Regions from separate parts of the Mus musculus genome. Here region 1 is linked to region 2. The links are chromatin contacts, called in public HiChIP or PLAC-seq maps. All regions are on one chromosome and are shown on one strand. The core of a region is the stretch at or near the end of the contact, and the rest is flanking DNA. Distances in the headings are between cores, read along the strand shown. Region 1 overlaps Pdzk1 (PDZ domain containing 1). Region 2 holds the start of Cd160 (CD160 antigen).

What was found. HiChIP or PLAC-seq counts read pairs in DNA pulled down with a chosen protein or histone mark.
Region 1: an H3K4me3 HiChIP or PLAC-seq map of the SCID.adh cell line shows a contact between it and region 2, with 47 read pairs. The contact joins the enhancer-like site here to the promoter of Cd160 in region 2. A contact is called at or near these places in 4 of 39 promoter capture datasets (cranial neural crest, epiblast stem cells, liver and 1 more), 7 of 484 Hi-C or Micro-C datasets (the C2C12 cell line, CD4 T cells, the HL-1 cell line and 2 more), 9 of 115 datasets of contacts at active chromatin or transcription factors (CD8 T cells, DN3 thymocytes, the SCID.adh cell line and 5 more) and 1 of 9 other capture datasets (liver).

Annotation. Positions count from the first base shown.
Region 1 is chr3:96,845,981-96,851,065 of GRCm38.p6, forward strand. Pdzk1 (PDZ domain containing 1) reads left to right here. Exons shown (of 9, transcript NM_021517.3): 2 at 4,248-4,459. The coding sequence starts at 4,250. Among named protein-coding and RNA genes, the nearest start is that of 4930442L01Rik, 16 kb to the left of the region's middle. Within about 2 kb of position 3,166, at least 30 of the 459 cell types and tissues checked have an H3K27ac peak or open chromatin away from gene starts, as enhancers often do. A contact at or near this core is called in CD8 T cells, the SCID.adh cell line, T-cell acute lymphoblastic leukemia and 1 more, where this site is marked.
Region 2 is chr3:96,811,007-96,816,065 of GRCm38.p6, forward strand. Cd160 (CD160 antigen) reads right to left here and starts at 3,515. Exons shown (of 5, transcript NM_018767.3): 1 at 3,464-3,515.

The DNA.
Region 1 (5,085 bases), core at 1,916-4,415, 35 kb after region 2:
AAGTGGCCTTGATCTCTGGAGGCGTGGCTTCCAGCTTTGGCTTCCAGTTTGCTTGTGCAGGAGCTAGTAAAGACGAGTGTTTACCTAAGGATCCGTGGTCATAGTGTGGACAGTGAGCGGAGAAGCCCTATTCTGTCTTGGGCTTAGAAGCCATCTTCTGGCCTCCATCTGCTATTTTTCTATGGGAAAAGCCTAGTAGTTTGAATCCTTTCTACTCTGACCCCTGGCAGGAGAGCCTCCTAATGCCTCTGTGTTCCTTGCCTAGCCTTCCAAACGTGCAGAATGCGCTAAGCTTTTCTTTTGGATCTAGGTTTATCATTCTTTCTTGGTAGCAAGAATCCAATTGGTTTTTTTGGGAAGAAAATGGAGTCTAAAGGTGAGAGTGACATTATGAACAAGAGTGATGGAACTCTTCTGGGAGCCTTCCCTGTCTGCCCCGCCAGGCCCTTTGTTCTTTTTTTTTTCCCACAGACAAGTATGTTTGCTGCCAAGAATTGACTTTTCCATGTTTGCTCAGACAGGGCTCATGAGTTCCTTTTCATCTCCAGTATGTTGATGAGTGGGAATAGAGCCACTCTGGGATGTTCTAGAAATCTCCACATTTTCTTTGATGGCCCACACACCCGTCATCGAGGCCTGGTCCTCGGATTTCCTCATCAGGAACCACACAGGCTGTGAGGGGGGCTGAAGAGAGAGGAACAGACCCCTAAGTAAGCGTCTGCTAGTTAGGCCGAAGCTCAGAGTCCAGACATCTCCTCCTGCAGCAGTGTTACAGGCATGCTAACCTGACAGACCATGTCTGATGTGGACATATGATCCACATAAAACCAGGATGTGGCATAGACAGAGTCAGGAGTGGAGGTAGCCTGGAGCAGGACCCCTGAGAAGCCAGCGTGAATTGTCTTTCCTTAATCCTGCAGCAGGAAGTCTTGGGCCCCAGGCGGCCCATGTAGGATCAGGCATCTGAAGTTTTGAGTGGCTTGCTTTGGGTGAGAGTATTTCCCATCTAATGTATATGTTGGTCTCGGACATGATGCATGGACCAGTGTTAGTCTGAGTGGCAGACGTGGCAGGACGTGGGCAGAGCTGGAGCATGGTGACGTTTCCGTTTTGCTGTTGCTGTGAGCTGGCTCCAACCCTGACTTCAACCACAGCTGTGGGAGGGAAGGAATGGTGACCTCGTGTACCTGAGTCTCTTCAAAGCCACGGGTGCAGGTCTCGCTGTTCTCAGTCTGGCCGTTTAGAAACTTTGAACAGAGCCACCCAAACAAGACACCACCTGAAAGTGTGCCAAGAAAGGCTAAACTCATGTCGTCTTGGCACGTCGGGCTTTTGGGATGTCTAGTGAGATGGGAGAACATTGCCTGGTATAGTCTTCTCTAGGGAGGAGATTGCACTTTTTATCTTTGGCTTGCAGAGGAAGAGAAGAGAGATCCAGTGGTGGTTGCCACAGAGGCGACCTGTGGCTCAGAGACAGCTGGGTTTTAAGGTGGGTGCCTTAAAGATGAATTTTCATCTGTTGACCCAAATCGGCCTCCTCTTTTGAAGAGCACCCAGTACCCAGCAGCCTTGGTTCTGGCTATAAAGGCACACTGGAATTGGAAGCATTTGTACGAGGTTGCCCCATGTTTACCAGAAGGAACTAGGAGTCTTTGATGGATCCCTTCAAGGTTTCTCAGGCCCCTGGAGTTGAGCAGGGGTCTAGAGCAGAGCTTGCATGTGGTGGGAAACATGTGCAGGCTGGGCAGAAAGAGCAGTTAAAGTTGGGACTGGTGCCTGCAAGTGAAGAGACCAGGCTGGAGACGGCTGCACTCAGCCCCTTCCTCCCCAGGGGCCCCTTCCGGGTCGTGCCTTTTGATGTGGGAGAGCTGCTGTGCTTTCCCAAGATGTAGGTGATGGCCACTGGTATCTGCGGCTTTGTTCTTCTCTCCTCCTCAAGCCTGATGGGGGTCTGTTTTCGTGCTTTTTTGACCACATGAATATTCACACCAAGATTTGCAGAGAGCATTTAAGGGGGCCAAGCCACAGGTGCTGGAGGTCTTCCTGCCTGCGTGTGCTGTCTGCCTCTGCAGGCACCAAGACCCAGTGGCATTTTGAATCACCACAGCAAGCCTCTAGGGAGCCTGCAGCATAGTGTTGCCTGTTCTTCGTTCTGTCCCCTCCATGTTTTATATAGTCACCTCTTCCCTGGCCCCCAAGTAGGAGCCGTGATGAGGGAAACACACATAGACAGCTTGCCCTGAGGATGATGGAGTGGGCTGTGGCCATCTTGGCCCTTTGCTTTCTATGTCAGCCTCTTGCTGGGCTGGACCTCACTCCCGCCATCCTGAGTGGGGAGCCCACTTTCCTTATCAGTAAAGATTCTACTGTCGTTCATGTGTTCCTGTTCTCTCCGCTTCCTGTAGTGGGGGAACAGGAGGGGCAGGAAAAGTGGAGACAGAAGTGGCCTTGGGTCGGAAGTCCTTACCTGCCATTGGAGTTCTTTCTGGGTTGGGCATCTTTACTTTGATCTGACTAGAAACTCCTGGGCCACCTACGGCCATTTTTCTCCCTTCCCACCTCATTTATTATTTCACAGTTTCGTGTGTGTGTGTGTGTGTGTGTGTGTGTGTGATGGATTTCGTCATACCTCCTGGTTATCCTCCTGTCCTCTACTGCTGAACCCCCTCTTCCGTAGACGGCCGCCCACGGTCACTGCTGTGTGCTCTGCTGCATTTGCTTAGGGTTGCTTGCATGAGCTGGGGACACTCATCTCTCCTATTACATCACCAGCTTAGCAGCTAGGCCTGAGGCCTGGATTAGCTTTTCTCCTCTCCTCTCCTCTCCTCTCCCCTCCGTTTCCCTCCCACCTCCCTTCCATTCCCCTCCCCTCCATTTCCCTCCCACCTCCCTTCCATTCCCCTCCCCTTCTCTCCCCTCCCCCCTCTCCTCCCCTCCCCTCTCTTCTCCTTCCTTCCTCTCCCCTCCCTTCTCCTCCCCTCCGCTCCCCTCCCCTTCCCTCCTCTCCCTCCCCCTCCTCTCCCTTCTCCTTCCCTTCCCTCTCTTCCCCACCCCTCCCCTCAGTTGTTTGAAGCCTGCCTTGCCCTGTCTTGCCTCACCTGCCTCCCAGAACCCTGTACTTCTTGGAAAGTCGTTTCTCCAGGGAGCCTGTCTTATTCCTCCCCAGCCTGGTCCTTCTTTCCAAAGACCCTTCTTGTGCCATCCTGCACCTCTCTCCTTCTTCCACAGCATGACACACATCACATCTTGTTTTAAAAATACAGTTATGAAAAACATTCTACCAAGTTTGAGAGTCAGAACTTGGCTCCTCTTATTCACAGGTCTATCCTTAACACTTAGAACCTGAGAGGCTCATCAGCTCTGAGTGCTGGTGCACTCCTTGGAGGTGGGTGTGGGCAGAGCACGGAGAGCTGGGAGGCTGAGTGTGTGTCAAAGTGCTTCTGTGCAAGCTTGAGGACAGGAATTTGGAGCCCCAGGAAGCCTGTAAAAAGCCAGGCAGGGTGTTGCAAGTCCTCACACTGAAGGGGTAGAGATGGAGGACTATGGACCTACTGGCCAGCTACTATCAGTGAGCTCTGGGTCCATTGAGAGAACCTGTTTCAATAAATAAGGTGGAGAAGGATTGAGAGACACCTGACGTCACCTTTGATTTCTAGGCACATGCACACACACACACACACACACACACACACACACACACACTCAGAGGCACATGCAAAGGCACACACACACACACACACACACACACACACACACACACGGGCACACAAATACATACATACACACACGTGCACACACATGCACATGCAACACACACACATAAACAGGCATGCACATCCACACCAGCACATGCCCAAATGAATCCCATTATTTAGAATGGTAATTAAAAGAAGGTAGATTTGGCTCCTTAAACTTTCTGGATCATTGTTTTTAGACTTAACCTTCTTTAGGACAGGGGACAAAGTTGAGTTTGGTTGGCATTAGAGGTGGAGCCTCTGTGTTAAGCATGCAATTGGATGCGTGGGTCTGACACTAGGTGAAAAGACCATTCTTGGGGAGTAGATTTGGAAATCATGAGCGTGCTCTGCACAAAGGCTCCCTGGGCCCCAGCATTGCTGTACTGCACGTGGAAGAATGGATCCCGACAAGCAGAGGCATAAGCGGTGTCTGGATGCTCTCAGGGCTTCATGCTTCAACTAGATTTCCTTGGATTGCCCATGGACTTATCCATTTGTTTTTAATCACAGAAATGGCCTCCACCTTCAACCCCAGAGAGTGTAAATTGTCCAAACAAGAGGGGCAGAACTATGGCTTCTTTCTCCGAATTGAGAAGGACACTGATGGTCACCTGATCCGGGTGATTGAGGAGGGGAGCCCAGCAGAGAAGGCGGGGCTCCTGGACGGTGACAGGGTGCTCAGGATCAATGGTGTCTTTGTCGACAAGGAGGAGCATGCGCAGGTGAGTGGACAGCTGGGGTTCTAGCATCTCTCCAGCCTCCATATCTCTGCCCGTTACGGTTTTGGGGACCAGAGGAGCTTGCTTCTTTTCTGCCTGCCACTGGCATGGATTTATTATCATATTTTATGTCAGACAGTCTAGTTGCTTATAATTAACTGAGAACTGTAAGAATTCTTATACTTCAGGGGCTGTCAATGTGGCTCAGTGGGTGAAGGTGCTTGCTGCCAAGCCTGGTGACCTGAGTTCAAATCCCTACTTGGTGGAAGAAGAGAACTGACTTCCACAAGTGTCCTCTGATTTCCACCTGCGTGTGCCATGGCATGTGCCCTGTTATAAAGCCAATCAATCAATACAGTAAAAAATGTTGTACTTTAATAGTATCAGGCTGAACATGCATTGCCCATTTGCTGTGAGCTAGACAATTTTATCTGAATAACCTGTTAGCCCCTCAGCACGAGCTGGCGATTGCACAGACGAGGCAGCCATATGTAGGTGACTTAGCCTGTTAACATTCACGTGGTGAGCATATGCGAGAGGCTGGCCTTGCCCCATCTCACTGTACCATGCTGCTCCTTCCTAGGCCTGAGAAGCCCCACTGTGCTCTCTAGCTCAGCCGTTCTCATTTT
Region 2 (5,059 bases), core at 2,265-4,764:
TTACTGCACGCTGTAGCTAGATACATAAATACTTGCTGTTGTGTTACAGTTGCCTGCAGTATTTAATATGGTAACATGCTGTACAGCTGTGTAAGTGGTACCATATGGCCAAGGTATGCAGAGCCTATGCCGTCTGAGTTTGTACACATACACTCTATGCTTTTAAGAACCTTCTGTAGGTTTATATATAAATTATATACATTTTAAATTATATATTTATAAATGTATATTTAAATACATCTAGTCCATAACTTCTTGAATAGGTGTACTCAGGGTTTGTGGTCACTTGTTCACTGGTGTGACACAGTAGCTTCCTGGAGCAACTTCAGGGAGGAAAGGTCTTGGCTATGGCTTCAGAGGGAGTCAGTCTATTCTGGCAGGGAAGGCTTGGGAGGGTGGCTCTGAGATAGAGGAAGCTTGTAGCTCAGGCTTAGTCACATGGCAGCAAGCAGGACACAGAGAACTAGGCCAGAAGAGGCTCGTAGGCTCCCCATATCTCAAGCTTCTGAAACCTCCTACAGCAGCACGTGAACTGGGGACCAAGTACTTAATAGACGCTGTTGGTATATGTCACAGACCTAAGCTTCAACATTTGAAGAAGTCTTTCTGTCAAACCACTGCAACACACATATTCTAAGCAAACTCAAAAATGTAAAACTTGATAGTGTGTTTAGTCAAGAGGGCAAGTATCAGACACTTGGTATCGGAAGTCCAAATTCTGTTTTAGTACAATTAGCTGTCAAAAACAATCAAGGTACATCTTAAAAACTAGTTTCTGGGGCACCATCACATTTTTTAGGCTTCTGTGGCAGATCCGAGGTAAAACCCTTGAAAAGTGAAAACAGGTGACTAGCACATGTCAGGTACATGGGGACAGACAGGTCATCAAAACAAGAGTTTGTGTGCCTGAAAAACCTCCTCTTAGAGCACCAGTTCTTAACCTGCGGGTCGCGACCCACAGTCATCTCAGATATTCTGCGTATCAGATATTTACATTACAATTCATAACCCTTACAAAATTACAGTTTTGAAGTAGCAACAAAATAATCTAATGAGAGCGGGGTGTGGTGGTGCATGCCTTTAATTCCAGCACTCGGGAGGCAGAGGCAGGCAGATTTCTGAGTTTGAGGCCAGCCTGGTCTACAAAGTGAGTTCCAGGACAGCCAGGGCTATACAGAGAAACCCTGTCTCGAACTCTGTCCCCCAAATCTATTGATTGGGCTCACCGCAACATGAGGAACTGTATTTAAAGGGTCGCAGCATTAGGGAGGTTGAGAACCGCTGCTCAAGAGTCAGGTTAGATTTGAAACCTGCCTTGTTAATTACTAGTTGTCCAATGTTGGAAAAGTTTCTTAATCTCTATGAAAACAAGTTTATTGATGGATAAAATGATGGTAGGGGGTTAATATGGCAGCTTAGATAGTGTGCGCTTGGCGTAGCACAGCTGCTCAATAAAATGCTAGTCGTTATCATTATTCTGGCTGCACAGCTGGCTGCAGTTCACATCCACACCCATGGTTGTATTTAGTTCTTATAAAACTCTGAGCATCATTAATCACGTGTTCTGTGCAGACCTCTCGGAGAAGTCGCGTGACTCGCTTAAAGTTGCAGAGAGTGGGTGGAGAAGCCAGACTCCTAACCGTTTGGAGGAACCCTTTGGTTCCTCTTACAGCCACCTCTCTTCTCTCAGACACTAAAGAACAGAATTGAGGATGCAGGTTACAGAGGGTTAGAAAGGGAGAAATTCAGGCCCGGGGGACTACTGGGATAAGGACTCTCTTGGCAGAAATCACCTTGATGCCAGGAGCAAGCACCTTATGTGTAGCAGACGGGCAGTGCCCGGAGTTCTATCCGCTAGAGGGCGCTGTCTCTTTAGAAGCTAGGGTTGAGTGCCGGCGCCCGCGGTGTCTTACCAGGGTCTGTGACTCCAGTTTGAGAGCACCCACCACTGTCCTAAGCCTTCTTGCTGGCTTAACCATGGTCAGTATGAACACCAGGCTAACGTGTGGTGCGTGTGTGTATAGGCAAAACATTCATAACATATGAAATTAAAAAAAAAAAAAAAGAGCCTAAAATCACTAAAGCAAAAGGTATAGGATAAGCAAGGAAACAAATTCTATAAAGACAGAGTTACAGAATATACAAGAGAAGAATATCTATCTTTAGGATCTAGTGTCCATCCTATATCTATCAGAATTTCTCCTTTTAAATTTCAATATTTTATTTTGCGGGTAGGGCTGTTTTGCCTGCATGCATGTCTGTGATCACTTGTGTGCCTGGTGCCTGTGGAGACCAGAAGAGGGCATCGGATCCCCTGGAACTGGAGTTCTAGAGGTTTTGAGCCTCCACGTGGGTGTTCTCTGCAGGAACAACCCCTGTCTAGTTTAATGAAGTGGCGACAGCTATGACAGCTGCCGGCAGCTTTGACGATAACCCATGCTTTCTACCAGTGGCAGAGTCTACCGTGGAAGCAATTGGCCGCTCCCTAGTCGAGACTGACACAGGCGGAGATGCGTTTTATCCCCAGATTCACAAATCCCATTTGCGAGCTGAACTTGCAGAGGGTCACACATCCCCTTGGTTAACAACCACCTCTGATTCACAGGCAGAAGGTGTGTTCCCCCCCCCCTCCCCCAAGGAAGTGGCCGGGACTGAACTTAGGGAGAATTGTCCATTTCTTATAAACCCAGGAATGAATTGGCTGGCTTCCTCTGCCCAAATCATGCCGTGGCTAAAGGCTGCCCTTGCTCTGTCGTCTCCAGTGTGTGACCTCTGGGACATGAACACCCTTCAGAGACGCTCCATGAAGGTAGTTCACAGCCCAGGCTGGGCCTGAGGGCTTTAGCGCAGGCTTGGCAACCTTTGGTTGCTTTCTTGCAGTGATCTTTATCTCCTTGATATTTATGAAAAGGGATGACTCTCACCTACTGTCTTCTCACGAACACAGAACTAAAGAGAGCAGCCTGTAGGACTCAGCACAGCATGTGTGAGCTAAGCTGCCCAGGCTTAACTCTAAAGTGCTCTCTGAGACTTTGAGACTTCCCTCTTAGGAATGTGGTGTGGCCCTCTGCCATTTAAGGCGTGTCTGAACCAGCCAAGGACCTGAAGCCCATGAGAAGGATGAGCATACCAACCATCTGACATGAGTAGTCTCTCTCTGTCTGTCTCTATGCCCCCCCTTCTAGATCTCCCCCCCCCCAGCCCCCACCATCCAGGGGTTTCTCTGCTGTGTAGCCCTGGCTGTCCTGGAACTCCCTCTGTAGAGCAGGCTAGCCTCAAACTCCACTTGCCTCTGCTTCCTGAGTGCTGGGATTAAAGGCGTGTGCCACCAGCTTCTGCCTTAGTTTTGCCTTTGAGAAGCAAGCTTCTCACTGGCTTAACTGAGAGCTTGCCCTGTGTGAACAGTTCTGCTAAGCATTCCATCTCTCCTCCCAGAGCCCAGGTTCCCAGCAGGCCTCTTTACCTCAGGACAGATGTTCTTCCTTGCTCTCAAGCTGGGGGCTCACGCTGAGTGTGTTCTGGGTTCCCACACGGGGCCTTTTGCTCTTGTTAAAAACCCTATCTCCCCACTTCCGTCACAGCTCGGCCTTTCACCATTGATCTTTGAAAAACCACAGAATGGGTTTTTAGCAGCGAGGGGGTCTTCCTGTCTTTCTTTCCCCCGCCCCTGTAGTTTTTACTCTCTCCTGTTGCTCCATCACACCCCCTGACTTCTCTCTCTCTTTTGAAATGCACTAAGGTTCAAAGAAGACTGAGAAAAAATGACTCCTTAAAATAGATTTCTTTACCTTTGGAAATGAAGGCGTGAGAAGGAGGACACTGGTAACAGAATGACCAGAAGACATGCTCTCGGGGATAAAGGTGCTGCATCTTTTCCGTGAATACCTTTTGATTTGAAGTAGGGCTTTGTTAAGTTAATTCATCCCAAAAAGGCTTTTATCTTTTAGTCTTAAGATGTCAGTCTGAAACTATGGTGGGCAAGGAATGGCTATTTGGGGGGCACTAAAAATAGACCAGACCTGTAGCCCTAGGACTGGAGGAAGATCAGAAGTTTAAGGCCAGTCTAGGCTAGAGACTCTGCCTCACAACAACAACAATAACAACAACAACAAGACATCATAGTTGGCCTGGTGTTAGATTCATTCCTATGGCTAATCAGCCCACACTCGCCTGAAGTCTCACAGCCACCAAGAGCATGTCTCTGAGAGCTGGTTGTAGCCTTTACCCAGAGGATGCGATGTTCAGAGCACAACCCATCTGTTATAATGTTGATTCTGGGCTCCCTGCTGCTACAGGGAGACAGTCACCTTACAGAAGACCCTATCTGTGAGTCAGCAAACACACTCCCTGACATCATGCTAACGCACCCACTCACCTGTATAATGGGTACACTTCAATTAGAGTAGCCCTCCCCCACACGTCTTCCACAACCTGGGAGTTACACATCCCTTCCCTGGAATTTCCTTCTCTAGCCCGACCACAGGCTCATGCTATGGAATCTTCCTCCACTGAGACTCATAGAAAAAGAGACTCACTCTGCCTCCCCGGCCTGAGCTTCCATTAGAGGCCTGCCAGGCTCTCTGTCTATCCGTGATGCTGAGGACTAAACTCTCCTCACACCCCAGACTATGCTGGTCTTTGCCTGTTTGTATGTCCAAGGCATTAAAAACTCACCGAATCAACTTCTTAACCAAAAGGACAGTCTGCCTCACTGTGCCCCGTGACACATACACGCGGCCCTGCTCAGCCATCGCAGCTTCAAAGCTTTGGGTGGACAAAGCAGTTGCTGCTCTTCTGTTTGCAGCAGCTCCTACTGTACTGGGTCTGCCAGAAATGAGACGCTGTTTCTTCAGTTGACTATCAGACCATTGAGAGAATGGAGTCAAAGAAGTAGAAATGTCCCCAAGAGTCTTCTGCCGGGAGAAGGAAAAGTCTGCGGCCTGAGGTGGGGATTTGTCCCTCAGCAAGATTCTCTAAAAACCCGTGAGGTCTCTTGATGGGATGAGAGCAAAGCCCAGACAAAGATGGACAGAACCACACCCTGATGGGGACTGCTCAG